Linked DNA regions of Mus musculus: region 1 is linked to region 2. The links are chromatin contacts, called in public promoter capture Hi-C maps. All regions are on one chromosome and are shown on one strand. The core of a region is the stretch at or near the end of the contact, and the rest is flanking DNA. Distances in the headings are between cores, read along the strand shown. Region 1 holds the start of Rnase1 (ribonuclease, RNase A family, 1 (pancreatic)). Region 2 holds the start of Pip4p1 (phosphatidylinositol-4,5-bisphosphate 4-phosphatase 1).

Region 1 (6,034 bases), core at 789-3,288, 220 kb before region 2:
ATTACTGCGACCAAACACCATGACCAAAAAATAAGGTGGGGAGGAAAGGGCTTATTTGGCTTATACTTCCATATCACTGTTCATCGTTGAAGGAACTCTGGACAGGAACTCAACAGGGTGAAAACCTGGAGGCAGGAGCTGATGCAGAGGGCGTGGGGCCAGGGGTGGGGGTGCTTTTTACTGACTTGCTCCCCATGGATTGCTCTACCGGCTTTCTTGTAGAACCCAGGATCCCCATCTCAGGGATGGCTTTATCCACAATGAGCTGGTCCCTTCCCTCTTGATCATAAAGGAAGTACCCTTCAGTTGGATATTATGGAGGCATTTTCTCAATTGAGTTTCCCTCCTTAGATAGCTGGAGCTTGTGTCAAGTTGACATAAAACTATCCGGTACAGACCTCAGTTGATGAGAGTTTCCTGAGGCATCCCACAGCTGCCGCCAACATGCTAGACTTCAAGGAAGCTAAGATGCCTTTGGATGAGGCCCTCACTTCACACAGAGACTAGTACCACACTGGCAGTCCTCATAGTCACAGGACTCTCTGAGCTCTCCTGCATCTGCTCTCTCTCATCCTGCCTGGTGATGAGGTGACAGTCACAGGATAAGATCAACAGCCCCCCTTATTAAAGCAGCTAGTTGAACCGTTCTGGTCTGGCTTGTTTGCAAAGGCCCTGGCCAAGGTCAACATGAAGTTTCATCTGCAATGTAGGGACTGGTAGGCTGTTCCTGCCCCCTCCACCACTGCTGCCACTTCAGAGAAGAAAGTGGAAGCAAAGAAGGAAGAAACTGGGAGTCGGATGATGGATGATGACATGGGCTTTCGTCCTCTTGGATAAGCCTCTTTTGTTAACATGCTTAACTGAAGGCTGAACCTGTTGAAAAGAAACAACCGCGAACAACAAGAAGAATTTCCCCAGGAGTCTCATGCTAGGGAAAGAAAGACTGTGAGGGGCCTTGTGCTAGTCAGAGAGGGAATTGTGTCTTAGAAAGAGCTTTCATACCAGTCTGACAACTTGTCTGACCACCTTGTAGGACAGACTGGAGTCAAGCCAGGGATGAGTCAGTGATGGGTGGGGCCAAACTTTGATCCTGATTGATTATTTATATAATAAATGCCTTTTGTCATCCACTTAAGCCTAAAGCTCATGTCAGGACCCTTCACAGGACTCTTGGACACCTGCCTCTGCCCCCCAAGTGTTGGGATTAAAGGCATGAGACACCACTGCCCAGCTTTTTTTTTTTTTAATTTTTTTCTTTTTCAGATTTATTTATTTATTTTATGTATATGAGTACACTGTCACTGTCCTTAGACACACACCAGAAGCCACCATGAGGTTGCTGGGAATTGAACTCGGGACCTCTGGAAGAGTAGTCTGTGCTCTTAACTACTGAGCCATCTCTCCAGCCCCTTCACTGGACTCTCTTTACTCCCTTTCCCAATTAGCCACATTGAATGCACTGTATTTTTCCACTTTTTTGATATTATTTGTCGATAATTGGTCTATTGAGGATGAGTGGCTGAGTTTGGCTTGGCAAGTCTGCCACAACCCAGACTTTCACCCTACCAACTCCACTAGTAGGGAACCCTTCAAGCTGCAGACAGGACGGCCTCTTATTTTCTCCCCAAGAGAAGCACGGCTGGGAGATCTGGAATTCTGACTACCATCAATTTGATTCAAATAGAGAAGGAGGGCTTCCCTCTTCCATGATTCCCAGGATCTCTGTGTGTCCTTTGTTAACCTCCAGGTTGTATATGATGCAAACAGCATGCTCATAAATTACAAGGCTTTGTGAAAGACTGTGAAGTGTATGTGCCATTGTCCCTGTGGCTAGCTCTGCTGCCCCTTGGGAATCAGCACAGGAGGCACAAAAGGTGTTTTCTCTTTCCTGGCAGCCTTCTGGGGATTTCCTTTCCAAGGTTTCAATGCCCTTGTTTTTATTATTCAGATAAGATTGACCCAGATTTACTCCGCCCATTTTTTCTTAGAAGCCAACCCCTTGGAATCCTTTTAAACTCCACACCACAGAGACTGTGTGACTGAAGAAACTGACTTCCAATTCGTCTTGGAGTTCAAACTAAAATTTTAGGTAAGTGGCCTCAGTAACTATTTCTGCTTGAGAGTTAGAACTGAGAGAGTCCAGGCCAGGCACTCTTGACTGACACCAACTCCAGAAAAGCTGAGCCCAGCAAACAGCTGGAGGCAGGGGTGGAGGCATGGCACAGTCAGATATAAAGAACGAGTGGGTCGGGGAGGATGGAGCTCCCAAGCTGGGGAAGGGAGCACGTGTCTTTAGACTAAAACCCAAACCCTGTATACTGCCAGAGTCAGGCACTAGACCAAGTTCCCCTATGTCATAAGATAATGAGACTACAGCCACAGTCCTGGATGTCAGTAAAGACCCAGAAATACAACTTAGCTTAAGGCGTCTTCCAAATGACCTTCTGACGAGGTATTTGGACACTATTTACAAATGTGCTCTAGTTTTCAAATGTATTTTATATGAGAAAAAAAAAAAAACCCAACCCTATTGAGCATTTTGCCAAGAGTTTAGGAGACACAGCCCACCACCTAGAGAAAAGAATGGCTTCTCTTCAGTAGGTAATGAAGAAAAACTGTCTCACTTGCAGGATCTCTCAGCAGAGGGAAATCTTTCTGGCTCACCTAAAGAATGGGACAGTCTTGAGATTGGGGCGTATGCTGGTGGCTGCAGGGACTAGGGTAGTGGTGGAGGGAGTGCTGGGGAGTCTGGGGAGATTGTGCTGGGGAGGCTGGGGGTGTTAATGTGTAAGGAAGCTGAGGTGGGAGAGTCTTCTGTGGAGACAGAGGTGGGTGCTGCAGCTCTTCTGAGCATTTGTCCTTTTTTTCTCTTCCTTTCCTTTCAGGCTTTTCCGAGCAGCCAAGCCACCATGGGTCTGGAGAAGTCCCTCATTCTGTTTCCATTGTTTGTCCTGCTGCTTGGATGGGTCCAGCCTTCCCTGGGCAGGGAATCTGCAGCACAGAAGTTTCAGCGGCAGCACATGGATCCAGATGGTTCCTCCATCAACAGCCCCACCTACTGCAACCAAATGATGAAACGCCGGGATATGACAAATGGGTCATGCAAGCCCGTGAACACCTTCGTGCATGAGCCCTTGGCAGATGTCCAGGCTGTCTGCTCCCAGGAAAATGTCACCTGCAAGAACAGGAAGAGCAACTGCTACAAGAGCAGCTCTGCCCTGCACATCACTGACTGCCACCTGAAGGGCAACTCCAAGTATCCCAACTGTGACTACAAGACCACTCAATACCAGAAGCACATCATTGTGGCCTGTGAAGGGAACCCCTACGTACCAGTCCACTTTGATGCTACTGTGTAGGGCTCCACATAGGCCAAACCAGTGAGATGTCTATGTCTCCCAACCTCATCACCTGTCTCCCCTCTGTCTACCATTCTTTCTCTGAAAGAAGTAAGTCATGTTAGGACTTCCATATGACAAAACATGCGTTCCTGTCCTGTGTCATGCTCCCAGATCCCTCTCTTGCTGTAGACAAATGAAGCAAGATGGCCCTCACCAGAACATGTCCCTTCAACCTTAGACTTTCTTGACTTTAGAAAACAACCAAATAAAATTCTGTTCATCATAAATTGTGCATTTAGGGCAGTTCGAAGTGGAGTAAGGACAATGGGCAAGTCACCTCATTCATTGGTCCAGAATTTCCTCACTCCTGACTACTTTAACTACACTATTGAAACTAGACTTTTCTGCCTCTCTGCTGATCATTCATTCTTCGCATATACAATAAAGTCTAACATCTATTTCAGCACTCAGTAGCCATAGCTCCCAAGTCCATCTGCTCCTCATACCAATACAGATCAGTCACATCTACTGAAGAGAGTTCTTCCATTAAGAGAGTAGAAGATGGTTACCTTTGCCTCTGCCTTTCAGCTATCTTCTTCCATCCATGTTTCACTTTGTACTTTCTTTCTCATTGTAAGTGAAAAGCAGCATCCAGTCTTGCCTTCCAGGGGCTGCTTCCTACTCTCCTGCCTCCTTACCTTGACTCAGACCTCATGGAACAAATAGGAATGTGGAGGGTAGGGGGTGGGGAGGCTTCAGTTTTAACAACCACAGTGGAAATCCAATTTCGATGATGCTTTTGGGAAACAGTCACATGCACAGCCTTGCCTACGGATGATCCAGGATTCAAGGCGCGGTTCTCCATGGAAGGTGTAGAGTGGAGGTATGTTTCTATAAGAACCAGCCACCAGCACTCCTGGAACAAACTGTAGAGTTCCTCTGCAGATTAGTCAATAGTTTTAGGTATATTGGGGTTTTCCTTTAACAATTTGAGTAGCACAGAGTGTCCTGAAGCTTAGTATGTAACCAGTGTTGGCCTTGAACTCTTGCTTCTGCTTCCCCAACCTCTCAAGTACTGGGCTCTTAGGTGTGTGCCACTGTGCCCCAGCTATTTTTGGTGGGAAAGAACTTCTTCCAAGTAGGTAGGTCAGTGTCTAAATGCACTGACTGCTTTCTCAGAGGCCCCAGATTTGTTGTCAGTACCCACATGACAGCTCACAGTCACCTGTAACTCCATTTCCAAAGGTTCTGAGGCTTTTCTGGCCTCTGGGCATTTGCACATATGTGGTGCACATAAACTCATCCAGGCATGTAAGTACAGATAACAGAGACAGGCTTTATCTCGCAGAACAGTTTTAGGTTCACATGCTATTTCTAACCATGGCTGTCTTCATAACTAAACAGAAGCTCAGGACTCCAGCTGTTTCCTGAGCATCGTTAACCTGAGTGCCCATGTTTTCTGTAATATAGGACCAGTCTTGGCATCAAAGGGTGTTTAATTGTGCCTGTTTCTCTCTACTGCTTGTGACATTCTGCTATGTCTAAGAAAGTGTTTCTGTCTCCAAGACTTCTGAAGAACTAAAAGATAACCTGTGTGTAGGCTTAGGTTTTTTCAAAACCACTTTAATAAGGGTTCATAAAAGCTTTATCTTCTCTTCTAGCCCACCACCCATCAGAGGTAGTGGAAAGGAAAGGTTAATAAGGCAAAGGGGGATGTGGACCTGTCTAAAAATAGTTCTTTGGGGAATTTCAATCTTCACTGTCAGGATATCAGCAGTTCATTTTGCATGAATCACTATCAGTAGTTCGGTCTATTGGCAAACACCATTTATGGATCAGTAATAGCAGTTTGACACAGAAGAAACTTTGAGGCTCTGCCAATTTTGGCCTGAGTCTGCAGAAGTGGCAAGAAGCCACAGAAGACCAGCAAAGAGTGGTAAAGTGAGCCAATGCCACACTGCCTTCCATTGTTTGTTGGGTTATATTTATACTCGTGCCAAACATCACGAGTCCTCTCAGACATCTGTTCCAGTGAAACATCACATGCCCCCTTTCCAGGCAGCTCCCAGAAAAACACCACATGTCTGTTTTCAGCAAAACACCCTGCCTGCCTTAGTAAAACATTCTCTCATATGACAGTTTCCAGAAAAACATCACACGATACAACTGTGTCTCCAAAGAAACCAGAAATGTCCACTTCACCTGTGATCTTCCCAGAGGTTTAATACTGTGTTGCTAAACTCTCTTTAACACCAGAAACTGAGTTCAACAGACTGTATGTGGTAACTATTCCTTCACGTCCCAACATCAGATGGGTAAACAGAAGATGAGTCCAGTGAATCCTTAAACTGTCTCATGGCAAAAGACCGGATAGAAAAAAAATAATGTTTCACCTAAAAGGCTCATTTTATTTTCTCTAATTTTTTAATTGAAAAATGAGGGGGTTTTCCCTAAAATATACTCTAATCATGTTTTCTTTTGTCTTCATATAATCTCTAGGAGAAAAAAAAAACCCTCATATTATCTCAGTAGGAAAGATCACTGTTGTCAAAATAGTAACAATAATAACAATAATAATAAACCAAGAAATCAAACAAGGCAGTGACAGACGATATTTATTATCAGCTTGGCAAGATGTAGAATCAACTGAGAAGCCTCTGGGTGTGTTTCTAGACTGGGTTAAGTGAGATAGA
Region 2 (5,536 bases), core at 1,360-3,859:
CAAACTCATTTATTCTACTTTGACCCTTCAGAGTATAAAATGGGTTCTTTCCTCCCTACATTGTTTTGGTGGCAGGAATGCATACTAGGATTGAAATCCCGGGCATAATGTGTGCTAGGCAAGTGCTTCACCACTGAAATATGTCCCCAGTTCTACTTTTAACTTTTTTTGTATAGCTAGAACCGGATATAAGTTATCATAAAACACAACTTTAGTGAAGATGGAGGTATCGTATCACAAAAGGATAGATTTGGGGGGCTATATATAGCAAGGGCCCAAATAGCGAAACCTAACCTAATTGAGAGTCTATAGCAGAAATCAGCAAGAACAGCAAACTGGCCTGTTGTCTGCAGAGCTGTGACTCATTTTTTAAGTATGTGCTGGGGAGTGTTGGGGTTGTTGAAGACAAGTCTGATGGTAGAAACTAATCTGAAAAAAAAAAAAAACCTGTGTCTAAAACTATCAGAACCTAGAATCAGGCATGGTGTCTCAGGCCTTTGAGGAGAGGTGGGACTTGCCAAGAATTTAAGACCAGCCTAGTTCAAGGATGAGACCCTATTTAAAAAAAAAAAAAATCAAACCAAAACAAAAAAGCCTCCATTTACAATTTCTTTGCTGAAGACAAAAATTAAGCAAAGTCTAAAGACGTTCATCTACCAAATATGACAAAACTATCTTTGGATTTGAGTCACTAGCTGAATCAATAAACACATGTGTATATATCTGACAGGTCAGTATACATCAATTGAGTAAAATGATGCACTTCCCTTCCATCGGTGGAGAGAGACACTAATAAAAGATAATTTTCATTTCAGCAATGGAGGTATTTAGATCAGTTGTGGATCACTGTAGTGGCCTCCATCTGCTCTGAGGAAAGGCTGCTTCTTTAATGGTGTATTTGAGAGAGAGAGAGAGTGTGTGTGTGTGTGAGGGGGGGGAGCAGGCAGACGTGTGGATACATATATATAGGTATTTATTTAGAATGCTGTTCAGAATTTTAGTGTTTTAGGAGGGCAGCAGCAGTGGGTTTTCTCCTAGGGCCCATGACGTCACCAGCCACAGTAGTTGACAAGGTTGACAGAAGCACACCATCCCAGGCCTAAAGTCCAGCAGGTTACCCTTGAGATGAAGTGCCACACTATTGAACCCACTCTTGCTGGGCTGGCCATTGTGATTTGTAGGGGGTTTTAGTTGCTTTTCTCCCATGGCAGCTTCCGTAGACAGCACTTGCACACATGCTTTGAGAGGGGCTTTCAGGTTGGTTCCAACCTTAACCCTTGTAGAGACACTTGTAGAATTAATTATAATTTTACAGCTATGCTTAGAGGCAAATGCCTGTATTCTCAATTACCCGGGAGGTTTGCGAAGAATCACCAAATTCCAAGCCAGGATCTTGTCTCAAAACTAAAGACTGTGGATGTAGCAGTGGTAGTACAGCACATTTTCAGAATTAAAAAAAAATTATTATTATTATCTTTTTTAGGCGCTGAAAGGGAACCTAGGGCTTCCAGCATGGTTACCATTAAGTTCACCAGATAGCATCACCATAACCATCCTACAGGAACAGTCTCTCATTTCCGTTTGTGAGTCAAATCGGACTCAAACTCATGATCCTCTTGCTTTAGCCAGCCTCAGACTCAGCATGCGCACTAGGCTTTTAGACAGTCTTCATATAGCTCAGGCTGGTCTCAAACTCTTAGCCAAACCCGAATGTCTGATCCTCCTGTCTCCATCTTCCATAGTCTGGGATTACAGCCCTACACTGTGACCTTCTGTTTTTTTAACTTTGGACGTTTTTATTTTATATATATGTGTGTGTGCCCACGCACTTAAGCCACGTGTATGTAGCTGCCGGGTGCACAATCTCCAGGAGGTAGAGTTACAGGTAGCATCGGCCCTAGGACTCAAACTAGGCTCCTTTGAAAGAGCAGAAAGTTCCCTTAACCGCTAACGCATCTTCCCAGTGCCCCGCCCTCTTGTATTCTGATCCTCCTTGTGTAGTTCAGTGTTTCTCTCCGCTACCCTGGAATTCCCTTTCCTAACTCATCTCCCCAAGTGTTGCATTTACAGGCATACGCAACCACATCACCACTACTCGGGGGCCTTGTGCCAAGTCAGACAAGCGTGCTAAGCCCTCAAGCTCCCGGTGGCTTTTCGATTCTTGTCCAGGTTTTAGGGCGGTTCCCGCGGCCCAGGATACCAGCCCTGCCAGCCAGAAGGCAGCCGCCCTCACGTTCTGGCGCTAAATTTGGGCCAATAGGGTTACGTCCCACGGGAGACTTGGGCCCAATGAGGAGCGACTCACGCGACAGGCTGCGCACGTGACGCGTGCGGGGCAGCCGCCCACCTGGGCCGGAGGTAGCGCGACCGCCCCACTTCCAATCGCTCGCACAACTTCGAGTCACGTGCAGTGTTTACGGACTCAGCAGCTACGGGAAGACCATGTGACAGTGACGTGACACGTCTCTCTCCAATGGAGAAGGGACGCTCCCTTACAAACCGGGAACTGTTTCAGGTCCACGAATGACAGCGCAGAGGGGCGGGGCCAGCCTGTCACGTGAGCGGGGCGGCACTGGCTGCGGGCGAACGCGGCGCGCAGGCGCCTTAGGGACCCGGTAGCGACGGCGGCGGCGGCGGTGGCAGCGGCGGCGGGAGCTGGTCGCTGACCGAGCGGGAGTCGCCATGGCGGCAGACGGAGAGCGCTCCCCGCTGCTCTCCGAGGCCGGCGATGGCGGCGCTGGTGGCAACGGCTTAGCGGGCCCGGGCGGGAGCGCGACCGGGCCCGGTGGAGGCCTGACGCCCTCCGCACCTCCGTACGGAGCCGGTAAACATGCCCCGCCCCAGGGTAAGCCGGAGGTCTGAGGTGCACGCAGGCCTAGGGGCGGATCGGGTCAGGGGGCGGAGCCTGCTTCCGCGCCAGGTGTGGCCCCGTGGCACCTGTCACGGGGCGAGGCATCCTCGGTCCGCAATCACTGCCTAAGCCTGGCCTGAAAGCGGGTTTTGAGGAAACTGATCTGAGCGCTTTTTTTGTGAGCAGCGGATCGAGCTTACTCAGAGGGTTCCCCACGTCCGTGGAGCATCCGTGGGAAGTGTTCGAATGATGATTTTGGGTTTATCTGCTTCCTCTTCGTAGCATTTCCCCCGTTCCCTGAGGGACATCCAGCCGTGTTGCCTGGAGAGGACCCACCCCCCTACTCACCCTTGACTAGCCCGGATAGTGGGAGTGCCCCCATGATTACCTGTCGCGTCTGTCAGTCTCCGATCAACGTGGAAGGCAAGATGCATCAGCATGTAGTCAAATGTGGTGTCTGCAACGAAGCCACTGTGAGTTATAACTATCTGCAGAATGGGCCTTGTTTCCTGGATCCTCTTTCTGGTTCAACACCCTGTTCATGAAACTTTCAGTTCCTGCATCTTGCAGCAGCCATTTCTTTAGAAGCCACTCACTAAAAATAACGTTCACCAAGCTCTCACTTTTTGATCTTTCCTGGACCTGAAGTGTAGTTCTCACTGGCAGTTGTTGCAGTTGCTTTTGATTTTTGTATTTTGGGGTTCTCTGCTTTTCTGAGACGATCTCACAATGACCCGGGTTCCCATCAGACTCTGCAATCTTCCTGCCCCAGTCTCACAGGCACACTCTACTCTGCTGGCAACATTTGTATATCTCAAATGTCTGATTCTCTTTCTCAGTAATGTCCTTGCAGAGGACTGGGATAATGGGCTTCTCTGCTGAAATGCCCATTGTTCCTTTATTCATTGTTCTCTAGCCCATCAAGAATGCACCTCCAGGAAAGAAGTATGTCCGATGCCCCTGTAATTGTCTCCTTATCTGCAAAGTGACTTCTCAGCGGATTGCCTGCCCTCGGCCCTACTGGTAAGAGACCTAAGAAGAGAAGGCCATATGTAAGGAAAGTTGTAAAGCAATAGGGAAACAAACAAACAAAAAAACAAACAAAAATCTAGAGCTGGGCAAGGTGGTGCATGCCTGTGTTCAATCCCAGCACCTGAGAAGTGGAGGCAGGAAGGCCTGTGTAGTAGCACCTTGAATGTCTAGTCATCCTGCCTACACCTCCTAAGTGCTGGGATGCAGTGTGTCATCAGATCCAAATAGAACTAAGAATTTTAAAAACATACTTTTCCCCCTGTATAGCAAAAGAATCATCAACCTAGGGCCTGTGCATCCAGGACCTCTGAGTCCAGAGCCACAGCCAATGGGTGTCAGGGTCATCTGTGGACATTGCAAGAACACGTTTCTGGTGAGGAGGGATATTGGGAAACCCTGGAGGAGGCAAGTACTAGGAATAGTAGTAAATCCTGAAAAGAATTTCCTCCTCCCCCCTGCTTTCGGGTTCTCATGGAGGAGAGCCTTCTTTCTATGGCTGTTCTTCTTTTTCCATAGTGGACAGAATTCACAGACCGAACCTTGGCACGATGCCCTCACTGCAGAAAAGTGTAAGTGGTTAGGGATTGTACTGGTGACTGGGTGGTGGGTGGCATAAAATCAACAGGGCTATTCCAAATATCAGTTTCTATTGGCTCCCCACAGGTCATCTATTGGGAGACGATATCCTAGGAAGAGATGTATTTGCTGCTTCTTGCTTGGTTTACTCTTGGCAGTCACTGCCACTGGCCTTGCTGTGAGTAGCCTCAATGCAAACCTCTTACCAGCCTCATCACAGGCTAAGATTTGAGAAGGTGATACCTTAAAGAATGGTGAGAGAGCTGGTGTTGGGTTCTGTCCCTGTAATCAAAGAATACAGGCAGTTCTAAGGTAGCCCAGGCTACATAGCAAGACCCCATCTATAATACAAAATGAGGGAGTAGGTTGTTGCCAGCTGCAAATGTGGCTTAGCTGGTAAAAGTATTGGCCTAGCTTGCATGAACACGATCATCCAGCACCACACAAACTGAGCAGAACTGAGCATGGCGGTGCAAGCCTGTGGTCCCAGTACCTAGGAGGTAGAGGCAGGAGCATAGAATTTCAAGGCCATTGACTATAGGATTTGAGGCTGTGCAGGGTACCAACATGAGACCCTTGCCTTATAAAATAAAAACCTAAAATGAGTCTGGTGATAGGATGTAGGGGGAGTATACTTTTAGGTAGAGGTGAACTAAAGTTAAAATTCACTAATAAACTAAGAAGCTAAACAGTGTCCCCACTCTGGAGAAAGAAATGAGTTATCAGCAATCCTGGTTCACTCAGTAGATGTGAGAAATGCTGGCAGATGCCTGGGATGGCAGAGTACTTTACTGCTTAAGGGAAGGAAGCACTAAACCACCTGATCTTGGAAAGACCCCTGAAGGTGTTACAAGTGATTGGGGTACAGAGACAGAAGTTTGCATTGCATTACTGTTTCTAGGACTTTGAAATAGTAGATACCAAAAGTAACCTCATCTTTTTCTTCTTCCTCATCTGTCAGTTTGGTACATGGAAGCATGCACAGCAATATGGAGGGATCTACGCAGCCTGGGCATTTGTCATTTTGTTGGCTGTTCTATGTTTGGGTCGGGCCCTTTATTGGGCTTGTATGAAGGT

Evidence for each region. Capture Hi-C pulls out chosen DNA fragments and counts their contacts.
Region 1: a promoter capture Hi-C map of liver shows a contact between it and region 2. The contact joins the promoter of Rnase1 here to the promoter of Pip4p1 in region 2. A contact is called at or near these places in 1 of 484 Hi-C or Micro-C datasets (erythroblasts) and 2 of 9 other capture datasets (liver and pancreatic islet).

The regions. Positions count from the first base shown.
Region 1 is chr14:51,142,771-51,148,804 of GRCm38.p6, reverse strand. It overlaps Rnase1 (ribonuclease, RNase A family, 1 (pancreatic)), which reads left to right and starts at 2,038. Exons shown (of 2, transcript NM_011271.3): 1 at 2,038-2,089; 2 at 2,886-3,803. The coding sequence starts at 2,910. The coding sequence ends at 3,359.
Region 2 is chr14:50,927,922-50,933,457 of GRCm38.p6, reverse strand. It overlaps Pip4p1 (phosphatidylinositol-4,5-bisphosphate 4-phosphatase 1), which reads left to right and starts at 2,609. Exons shown (of 7, transcript NM_001033271.5): 1 at 2,609-2,845; 2 at 3,134-3,324; 3 at 3,768-3,874; 4 at 4,151-4,256; 5 at 4,400-4,452; 6 at 4,547-4,637; 7 at 5,421-5,536. The coding sequence starts at 2,683.